Linked DNA regions of Sus scrofa: region 2 is linked to region 1. A link is a contact called in public Hi-C data. All regions are on one chromosome and are shown on one strand. Each heading gives the region's core, a stretch centred on a gene start, on an enhancer-like site or on the middle of the called end of the contact. The rest is flanking DNA. Distances are from core to core; before and after follow the strand shown.

Region 1 (5,661 bases), core at 897-3,396:
CCTTCCTAACCAGGGGGGGACTAGAGAAGAAAAACAGGTCAAATGACGGGAAGACTCAGTACACTGTTAGTGACTTACTACACTCAAAATTTAAAACAAAGCAGGGCATTTTGAAAAGGCAGGTGACTTAAAACAATTCTGCTAAAATGTCAAGGTGCTTTTTATTACCAAATAATGCATGTTAAGAGACACCCATAAGCCCCACTCCATCTCAGAGTTGTATCCCTGATAATGGGGTAGAGTGAGGTCCAGGGAGGAGGTGAGGAGAGGCTCAGGGAGGAGTGAGGCTGAGGGACTGAGTGAAGTTCTTTGCACATATTACTTGGTAATAAAAATGCTGAGCATTTATTGGTTACTTTTCTTAGGCTGCAACAAAATGCCCCATGGAAAATGGCTGAAGCAAAATGTCAAGTGTCTGGTTTTGAAGCAGAGGACAATGCTTTGTGTACAGTATTTTTGGCAGCATGATCTCCCCCACTCTCCAAGTCACCCAGGCTTATAACCCTGGCCCTAGGAAAGGAAACTGCACGGCAGCCTTTGTGATATGGGTTATCTACAATCCCACTGTACTTACAGCTGCAAAAAGAACCTCTCCTCCTCAGCATAATATTCATATATCCTTTAATATTTTCTTCATGTATCCATCAATACCACCTTTATTGGACACTGCTAAGCCACAGAGACATAAAAATGAATAAAATAGCTGTGCCCTTAATAGTCCACTTCAACAAGCATTTACTGAGAGCTTCCCACTTATTAACACCTGCAAAGTGCTAGCATATACCTATGTATCTGGATTTCAGGGAAAGCTTTCAGAAGATGCCAGAATTAGGTCTTAAGGAACTAGCAAGAGTTTCCTTGAAGAAGTGGAGGGAGGGAAGGATATATCCAGGCAGGTATCAGAAGTACACGGGGGAGGCATAAGCTAGAAAAATAGGCAAGAGTCAGAACACAACAGGCCTGTATACCAACCTAAGGAGTTTGGATTTTATCATGGTGAGAATCGGCAACAATTGGAAGATATTAAGAAGAGGACCAACATGCATAGATGTTTTGTCATTGGTAGGCTCACCCAGGCATAGACTGGAGACTGAACTGGAAGGAAGCCATGCCCTGAATGCAGACAAACTAGTTAGGAAGCTATTGCCATGATCTTGGTGAAAAATGATGAGAACATAAACTATGTCAGAGGCAGAGAGGATGGAGAGCAGGGACCTATTTGAGAAATATTCTATAAATAGAGTGACAGGACTTGACTGCAGGACATGTGTGGGTGAAACCCAGAGTTTCAGATTCCTCTCAGCTTCCTCCTTCTAGCTTAGGCAATGCTTTGGAGAGCAGTACTAAGGAGTGGGGTCGGGCACATAGAAGATGCATATTGATTTTTTTTTCTTTCTTTAAGGGAGGCTGGGGAGACCTGCAGTTGGAGGGGTGTATGAATCAATCAGCTAACTGGACCCTGCGCTTTTTAGGTTCAAGACATTTACGAGACCACTCCATAAGCATGTGTACCTGGCACTCTCATTTCGAAAGAAACAAGGCATGACGATTTGAAAAATGACATTTTTATGTTAAAAAAAAAACACTGAAAATATAGGGTTTAGAGTTAATAAAACATCATACTACTAGCTGCCAGTCTGACACTGCAGATCAATGTATTTCCTATCTTTAGATAGGTTTTCGCTTCACACCACTTGAAAAGAGCGGTGTACCTGGTGCTTAGATCCAGGAATTCCTTTTAGCGGGTTTAAGAGCAAGAGCTGAAAAATGCGCCCTCCCGTGGTAGTGGAATGAGGGGGTTCTGGCACCCTTTCTACCACCAAACAAAGCCCTGTAAAGAAATGCAATTTATGGGGATGAGAAGGCCACAATGCTGGTACCGCTACACCGCAAAACCAGAATGAACCCTCCCAGGCGTCGGGACCCCTTACCTGTCACGTCGGCCGAAGGTAAATTTCACTTTCCACTCAACAAAATACGACTCCTGATTTGACAGCCTACAGTAAACCCCACTCGGTGACAATTAAAAACCCTGCAAGCCAAAACGCGTACACTATTCGGATCCTCTCCAGCCGGCAGGGCCGGGCTCCGACCACGTGGGTGGTTGAGGCCAGCAGAAGGCACCCGCGAAGGGCGGGAGTAGGAGGCGTGTCCCTGCGGAGGGAGGCGGGCCCTGCGCAGTGGGCGGGGCTTGACGACCCCGGGCTGCGGGCCTCCGCTCGCCTACTTTCTCCCTTTGCCTTCGCCCTTCGAGCCGCCACGTAATGCCACGTCCCCGCGCATGCGCATCTCGACTGGTGGCGGCGGCTGTTTCCGGGCTTAGGGGGCTGGAGCGGCCGCCGAGCAGGAGGCGGTGGTGGCGGCGGCCGCGGAGTGCAGAGTGCGGGCTCGGAGGCCAGGCCCAGCGGAGACCAGAGGAAGTTATCTTTTTTTTCCCGAAGGGGTAGGCAGAGCCGGTGGCTGAACGGCAAGATGAATTTCCTCCGCGGGGTTATGGGGGGTCAGAGTGCCGGACCCCAGCACACAGAAGCCGAGACGGTGAGAGGAGCGACGGGTCCGGGACTTGGGAAGGGTCCGGGCAGGAACCGGGACGGAGGACTTGGGGCCCGGGAGGTCACCTCCCGCGCCCCGCTGTGGGCGGGGAGTCCACACGCCGCCTCCCCCTTTGCCGGCGTGCCTCCCCTTCCTCTGCCGAAACCCCCGAGTTATATTCCCTCACGCCCCCAGCGCAGCCACCAGCGCAGCGGCTCGGCCCTGCTGACAGCAGCTGCGCCCGAAGCTCCGCAGGCCGCTTGGTGGTGGTCCGAGGGTGATAGCGCCCGGGAAGTGATTGATCCAGGGCAGAGGTGGCCTGACCTGTCTCCCGCGCCCTCGGGCCGCGGGCCTGCCCCTCCCGTTGCGCCAGTGTCTCCACTGGCAGTGAGGAACCTAAAGTCCAGCTCTGTTCTTCGCAGTCTGATATGGGCTTTGGGGAGGACTGCAAGAAGGTTTAAAACCCAGCTGTTGACCGGAGCAAGTGGCTAAGAATAATACGATAGTTTGGGACACAAAGCCACCTGCCCCTGTCCCTTCAGCTGGAGAGACCGGTCGTTCTGCCGGGTGTTATTAGTCCGGACCCTGTTTCAGGCTCACCCAAATGCTTAGGAAACACTAGCCCGGACGTTGTAGGGATCTTTCGCGCTCAGTCCGCTTTGGGAACACATTTCCTTTCCACTCACCCCATTCAGAAGTCTGAACTCGTGATGACATGATTTGCAGCGTCTCTTTTAACAAATTGTGCGCTCCTGCACACAGTAGTTGTTAAGTTGGTTCTATTTTAGGTTTAGGAAGTTTGGTTAATGTCTGTTAGAAAAGCGTGTATATGACATTTTTTTAAAGACGCTTTTACGTTGAGGGTAATTTTAGATCTCCCCAAAAGTGACAAAGTATGACATTTTTAAGGTAAACTTTGGGTAGTGTTCATAGACATGACCTGGTCGTCTGCAAACATGTCCTGTGTTGATGGGATCCTCAGGGGTAAAATAGTAGCATTCATTTGTCAAGCTTGTGCTGGGTATTGTGCTCTTTCAAGTTTACATTCTCCTTAAGCCCCTAACCTCCCTGCTAGATGGGTGATAGTATCCTCACTTTACAACCGAAGAAATGAGGGTTAGAGAGGTGTAGTAACTTGACCCAGGTCACACTGCTAAGAACCGAGCCAAGATTCAACCAGGGTTTGCCTTGCTGGTGCCATGTTTTAAAACTTATCTAGGAATTTTAGAAATTTATACTCTTAAAGTTAACCTCACGAAATCTGAATTAGAACTGTTTAAAGTGGGAGCTGAAAGCTGGTGAATCTGTTTTCCCTCATGTGAAAATCAGGGGCTTCCACATATACACACACACGAACTGATATTCAGCTTCTCTAGTCCACCCCCACATGGCTATAGCAAAGCAATTGAGTGGCCCTGTTAGAAGACTGTGCTGGAATTCTCTTGTGGCTCAGCAGGTTGAGGACTCAGTGCTGTCATTCAGCTGCTCCGGTCCTGCTGTTGGTACAGGTTCTGTCCCTGGCCCAATTGAAGGTGGGGCCAAAAAAGAAAGAAAAGGCTATGATCTCTCCAGGTTATCATTGTCACAGCCCACCTCTTCAGCTTGTGTTCATTTGTTTTATCTGTCTGATATTTTTGTTTGAGGCACCGAGTTTTAAAATGTGGCTTATTAGAGCTTGCTTTGGAGTTAGAGCTTGATTTGAATCCTTGCCTTCCACCCCTAATTGCCTTGAATCGGAGGCAAGAGACAGCCCATACCCTATGAGTAAAATAAGGAAAATGCCTACTCTGATGGGTGTGATGAAGATTAAGTGAAATAAGAAATAGAAAGAGCCTGGCACTTAGTATGTGTTCAGTAGAGGCTAGATTTTTTATTTCATGTTTTAGGGAAAGACTACTCTTTCTTTTTTTGTTATAGTTAACCTTGTCACAATGACTTATATACAAAAGATGATGTATAATTAATTGATTATAGGATGATAAAACCGAAAGGCCCTTTGCGCATTATCTAGGTTGAACCCCCTCATGTTACAAGTTAGGAAACTGAGGCACAGAGCACTAAAGCAACTTGGACAGTATTGCAGAGCCGAGACTGGAACACTTTGACCTTGCCATAGTGAATGGAACAACAGAGCTTTTACATTGTGATTTCAAAGTGAACCTTGCATATCACTTGTGTATCTTGTACACATAAACTAAAATGAAAGTGGGGGTCCTTGTTCTTGCCTAACTTTGAACAGGTATACTCAAAACTGGAAAACTAATGTGTTCTGAAAAGAAGTAATAGTTACTTGAGTTATTGTATGAATAAAATTTATTTCACCATCTTAGTCAGAAACAATAATTGGTACAAGGAGTCATGGATTACTAATTTAGAAGTATTTATAGAGCACCAGCAGAGTATGTTGGTACAATATTAAGTCTTTTAATTGGTGATGTGATGTAACCTGGATATTCCAGTTGTCCAAGCTTAGAATTTCTGACTTATATATTATCAGTTAGTATTTTGCAGGTTTTTCCATTTCTGCAAAATTAAATTATTTTCATTGTGGTTTTACATCTTTTTTGCTTTTCTCATCTTTTTCCAGTGAAAAGCCTCTTTTCCTTGTCTAAATTCTACCCCTCCTTTAAATCCATCATGGATGCCATCCCTAATTTGCACCCCTTATTTCTTTCCCCCCACCAACTTGCAGATAAATCTCTCTCCCCTTTGAGCCATCTTCACATTTTAGCTAGATTGTGCATTTCTTAGGCTTTCTACCATTTTCTACCCCTTAAACTTGTCCCATCTCTTCTAGACTCTTAAGCATCTTTAGGGTGGTGTTCATATGTTTGTTTTTTTCTTTTTAGGGCTGCACCCGAGGCACATGGAGGTTCCTAGGCTAGGGGTCGAATCGGAGTTACAGCTATAGGCCTACACCACAGCCACAGCAACGCCAGATCCGAGCCATGTCTTCGACCTACACCATAGCTCATGGCAACACAGGATCCCCGACCCACTGAGTGAGGCCAAATTTCGAACCCACGTCCTCATGGATATTAGTTGGATTCATTTCCGCTGTGCCACAGTGGGAACTGCCGTGCATTTTAATCTTTGTTTTTCCATAGTAGTACTCAATAATTATTTGTC
Region 2 (5,661 bases), core at 1,679-4,178, 120 kb after region 1:
TAGAAATGTACCAGAAAGTGTGCATTGCATGCAGTCCTGCAAGGGAATTTCCTCCAGCAGGGCTTTCTAGAGAGCGAATGTGTACCCTGCACACAAATGTGTACCCTGCACATGTGTAGAGCGTACTTGCTATGCGCTCCAGTCCTCTATGCTTGGTGCAAACGCTATTTAGTTATTGCTGATGTTCTTTGAATACCTTACTAGCTTCAGTTCATAAAGATTTTATAGATTTAGTTAAGAGTCACATTTTTGTTCATAAACAAGATTAATCTGGAGTTCCCGTTGTGGCTCAGTGGTTAACAAATCCAACAAGGAACCATGAGGTTGTGGGTTCGATCCCTGGCCTTGCTTAGTGGGTTAATGATCCGGTGTTGTCGTGAGCTGTGGTGTAGGTCGCAGACTCGGCTCAGACTCCAAGTTGCTGGCTCTGGTGTAGGCCAGTGGCTACAGTTCCGATTCAACCCTTAGCCAGGGAACCTCCATATGCCACGGGAGCGGCCCAAGAAAATGGCAAAAAGACACACACACGCAAAAAAAACAAGATTAATCTGCGAAATCATGATGTCTACTTTGGTCTTGGTGGGAGACTGATTTTCAACCTTTGTAAAATGACTAAGAAACATCTCCACTTTCTCTGTGCTAATTTATGTTAGTATTTAACTCACACACATATTTCCTTATATTTTTCTAATCAAATGTGCCTTCCTCCAAGGATATTCAGGTCTGCAAGTCTTCTGGGATTATAGGCCTAATACCTTTTTTTTTTTTTTTTTTTGTCTTTTTAGGGTTGTACCCTTGGCATATGGAAGCTCCCAGGCTAGGGGATGAATCAGAGCTTACAACACAGCCACAGCAACTCAGGATCCAAGCTGAGCCTGCGACCTACACTGCAGCTCACCACGACGCCGGATTCTTAACCCACTGAGCAAGGCCGGGGATCCAATCTGCGTCCTCACGGATACTAGTCAGATTTATTACCGCTGAGCCATGATGGGAACTCTCCCTAATATTTCTCTTAACCTGCCTGAGTTACAAGGTAGTGGACAGTTACCTTCTTGCTCTAAGGCAGACTGTCTTAGATAAATATTTTGATTACTAGGCCAGTATCAATGAAGTTCTTGTGACATATTGAATCTAGCCTTGTAAGACTACGGGATCTTTAAGAGCTCTGCTATTTAAGAAAGCACTACTGCTAGTCACAAACCTTCTGAAAAGGGCTGTTTTGGATTTAAGGTTTGATGGTAAGTGTAGTCTAGTGTCTAGACATCCCCTTTGTGCTTCCCAGCCAGATTTCCAGGTTAGCTTTTATTTCACAAAACAAAATGTAGATAGTTCACTTATAGATTATATCTTCATACATGTTTGTGTACATGTATATGTGTGTAATATGTTTATCTCTATTACATAATATCTTTTTCTTTGTGGAAGATAGTCTGGAAAAAAATCAAATTGGTGGCTTGTCAGAAGGTCTGATTTCAGAAAGAGTTGCATCTCACGTTAGAGTCCCTCCCCAACTTTTGTGCCTCTCTCCACCTCAGACACCTCTGTGTTCTCAGTTATTCTTTCTTTTTAATTTTTTTTTGGTGTGGTGGGCACGCTTGTGGCATGCAAATATTACCAGGCCAAGTACTGAACCCTCACCACAGCAGCGACCCAAGTCACAGCAGTGACAATGCCAGATCCTTAACCCACTGAGCCACCAGGAAACTCATTGGTTATTCTTGTTAACCTTTAATAAGATTAAAAAAAAAAGGCACTATTTCTTCCTGTTTTAAAGATATAAAACTCTGGCTAATTTATTTTGTCTGAGGGGAGAATACCAGAAGAATCCTGGTTCTAGTTATCTGGGAGAGACCATTGAACAGGTAACCTTGGAAACTCCGACTCTAATTCACAGTGAAGAAGGAAGGAGAGGATTGGGGACACTGACAATATTTACTATGGGGACGTGGAAATGTGAATTTGCAACCGTTGCCTGAGACAAGATGTGCACCCTCTGAAGACTAGTATGCGTCTAGGAGGGCTCAGAGCTTTTTGCAACATAGATTCTCAGCAATCTCTTTCTGGATTGCAAAGGTCCCTGGATAAAGGAAACACGTGCCCCTGAGCTGGAAGCGTTGAGCACCGGACAGTTTAAAGGATACATCGAAATACAATGTATTCTTGCTTGACGGTGGAGACACCGATCTCGAAGCTGATTTCCCGCGGCAGAGGGCCACCACCGCACTCACAGGGGGCTCCGCAGATTCCTCCAGAAGCGTGTGTAGGAGAGGGCGCTGAGGGAGCTTTTACCCCTAGTTTGCTCGAATTCAAAGAAAGCATTTGTGCAACTGACCTTTCAGGTTAGGAAGCACATTCGCCGCATATTTGAAAGAGAACTTGTTTTGTACTTGCGCTTGAAGCTTCACTCTGTCAACATATTTTTTATCAATACAAGGATTGGATAGTTTTGCCAATTTTCTTCTTTTCAGATTTGCCGTTCTAGCTATAAAGACAGCGGCTTGCTGAACGGCGCCAAGATATCACAGAGACGTCATTTGCGCCAGGCCCCTGAAAGAAGGAGCTAATTTATATTGTTTATCTTTAAATCTGCAGAGTGTCTTTACCTTTAAATTTTATTTGAACTGCACCCTAACAAAGGTAGGGAGAAAGGACGCGGTGAGATCACAAAAGGGGTGTGGAATATGTAGATAAGCGCAATGGCTGCTGGTCATACTCCCGCTACACATATATTTCCTAAAATTTTTGTTATTATTCAAGTACCAAAATATTGCTGAATGGTAAGTGTAGCTTGAAAACTCTTTATTTAACAAGTAAGTGCACCTAGAGTGTGCAGGATAAAAGTGATCTTATGTTTAAAGTGGTATGCCTCTGAAGGTAAGGTGCCATCTAGCTTTCTCAACTCATACTTACCTGGCAGGGGAGATACCATGATCACGAAGGTGGTTTTCCCAGGGCGAGGCTCACCCATTGCACTCCGGGTGTGCTGACCCCTGCGATTTCCCCAAATGTGGGAAACTCGACTGCATAATTTGTGGTAGTGGGGGACTGCGTTCGCGCTTTCCCCTGATTTGGTGTTGGTTTTAAAAAAAGATTGGTGCGTAGTTGACACTGTGATCGGCCGGTTGAGCATATGTGAATGTGTGGTTTTGCTGAAATCTACCGTATTGTATTTCTTTTTTTGCTTTGAGAGTCTATCTGGTGGTTTTCGTGGTTATTTCAAGAAGAGTACCCCAATTCTTATCCACACCCGGCACTTTTTTTTTCTGCGAAGTGAAATACAAGTGTTGAGGTTGGGACGTGGAGGTATTGGACGTTCAGCCTGTCACATCAATCCAGCAGGTTTGTCCTGAGCCAAAGCATGGCATCGCTAAAAGGGCCTTAAACTGTGTAAATGAATCTGTTTCTGATTGTGTCCTTTTCAATTGTCATGTATGTATGATTTTTGCAGGTATTTGTGGACCCAAAATTTTATTATCTGGTTTTTACAGTTTGGAGAAGTCTTTTTTTAAAGCTTTTATTTGTCTTTGGCGTTCCCAGGCAAGGGGTCCAATCATAGCTGCAGCTGCTGATCTACACCACAGCTGGTTGTTCACGGCAACGCGCTGGATCCTTATCCCCTGAGAGAGGGATTGAACCTGTGTCCTCCTGTCGGGCTCGTTAAGCCGCTGATCCAGGACGGGAACTCCAAAACGCTTTTGTTTTTTAAGTGATGGTGTAGAGCTTGTGTGAGGAGAGTGACCGTATATATGGAGTGCTGGGAATCTGAAGATAAGCGGTGCCAGGAAAAGGCTCTTAGAGAGGAAGAGGTTCCAAGCCATGGTTGGTGGAGAGGAGGAGGTTAATCAGTTAAATGGGACTTACTGGCTTAGGTGTGTGGCTAAGCCTGTAGAGGTTTTTAACAGGTGTGAATGTTGAAGGATTTGATTCTCAAACATAATCATTTAATGAACCCAAGGGTAACAACGCTCCCAGAATCACTGTAAAACTTGTTTGGTGATACAAAAAAAAAGGAGTAGCTTTCCTGTAGCAGGTCCTGACTGTTGTTGTTTAGCTTTGGGTTTGTTTTTTTTTTCCTTCTTGTAAAGGCTGCACCTGTGCTGTGGGTACCACAGCCATAGCAACGCCAGATCTGAGCTGCGTCTGTGCAACTCACACACCGCTGGATCCTTAAACCAATGAGTGAGGCTAGGGATCACCCCCATCCTCAGAGACAGTGTGTTGGATTCTTAGCCTGCCAAGCCACAAGGGGAATTGCAGCAGGTTCTGTTATTAAGCCGCCTTCAAAGCGTCAACTTCAGTGTGTCAGCGTGTGCAATCAGAACAGGCTTCTAATGATCCTTTTGAGGTTGTCAGAAGGTTCAGGTTGGCCTGATGTCAGTCCACCACGTGGGCACTGTAGGCACCGTAGGCACCATACAGCAATTGTTGTGAGCCTTACCATCACACCAGGGTCATCAAAGAAGAATCAGGGTTTGGGTGAGTGTTATCACAGCATGTGCGTGCGTGCGTGCGTGCGTGTGTGTGTTGTGTGAATGGGTGAATATATTTTCTCTATAATTATATTTTCTTTATTTACTCGTATTTTAAATATTCTGGGTTTTCCATGTATTTCTTTTTCTGGTCATTAAACAAAAACAATCTGTAGGAGTTGAAAGAAATTTAACATATTCTAGGTAGTTAGGCCAGTGATGGTTGCATCTGTACAGAATATATGCAGACTTTTTTTTTCCCATTTTTTAAAGTTTCATTGGAGTATAGTTGATTTACAAGCTTGTGATGATTTCTGCTGTACGACAAAGTGATTTGGTTATAAACATACACACCCCTATTGTCTTTCAGATTCTTTTCTTTTCAGACCATCACAGAATTTGGGTAGAGTTCCCTGTGCTACACAGCAGGTCCCCACTGGCCAGTCATTCCTTCCCCACTCCCCACCTGTCTCCTTTGGTAACCTTAAGTTTGTTTTCAACGTCTGTGTTTGTTTCTGTTGATGCAGACTTTTTTCCTTGTCATCATTTCCTAAACAATACAGTGTGAAAAGGATTTACACAGTACTTACATTGTGTTAGGTCTTATAAGTCATCTAGAAATGACTTAAAGTATATGGGGGGATTGTGTAGGTTACATGCAAGTTCTAGGCCATTTCATGTAAGGGACAAGCATCCTCAGATTTTTTTTTTTTTTTTTTTTTTAATTTTTAGGGCTGTTTCCATGGCATATGGAAGTTCCCAGGTTAGGGGTTGAATCAGAACTGCAGCTGCTGGCCTACATCACAGCCACAGCAACTCGGGATCCAAGCCACATTTGTGACCTACACCACAGCTCACGGCAACACCAGGTCTCCAACCCACTGAGGGGGGCCAGGGATCGAACCTGCATCCTAATGGATACTGGTTGGATTCGTTTCTGCTGTGCCAGAACAGGAACTGCCTTGAGGTACTTCTGATATTCCATGTAGAGCCCTGGTTCTCAAGCCTGACTACACATTAGAACCATCCCAGGCATTTTAAAAATGTGATGCCCTGGTTCCTTCCGCAACAGAAAATGTTAATTAAGTAGGTCTGGGATGGGACTTTGGTGTATTGAAGGTCCCAGATGATTCCAAAGTGGAGCCAGGGCGGGGAGGTTCTGGGTAGGTGTTTCCATCCAGGCCCCAGC

Evidence for each region. A called contact is a pair of places that touch in the nucleus more often than the background predicts.
Region 2: a contact with region 1 is called in a Hi-C map of liver, with 2.9 times the contacts expected there. The contact joins the enhancer-like site here to the promoter of G3BP2 in region 1. A contact is called at or near these places in 2 of 5 promoter capture datasets (fetal liver and liver), 6 of 47 Hi-C or Micro-C datasets (epiblast stem cells, heart right ventricle, liver and 1 more) and 1 of 2 datasets of contacts at active chromatin or transcription factors (alveolar macrophages).

The regions. Positions count from the first base shown.
Region 1 is chr8:71,361,328-71,366,988 of Sscrofa11.1, forward strand. G3BP2 (ras GTPase-activating protein-binding protein 2) reads right to left here and starts at 2,147. Exons shown (of 13, transcript XM_005666759.3): 1 at 1,932-2,147. USO1 (general vesicular transport factor p115) reads left to right here and starts at 2,300. Exons shown (of 27, transcript XM_005666762.3): 1 at 2,300-2,538. The coding sequence starts at 2,473.
Region 2 is chr8:71,482,648-71,488,308 of Sscrofa11.1, forward strand. No RefSeq gene overlaps it. Among named protein-coding and RNA genes, the nearest start is that of PPEF2, 70 kb to the right of the region's middle. Within about 2 kb of position 2,929, at least 65 of the 83 cell types and tissues checked have an H3K27ac peak or open chromatin away from gene starts, as enhancers often do. A contact at or near this core is called in alveolar macrophages, fetal liver, liver and 1 more, where this site is marked.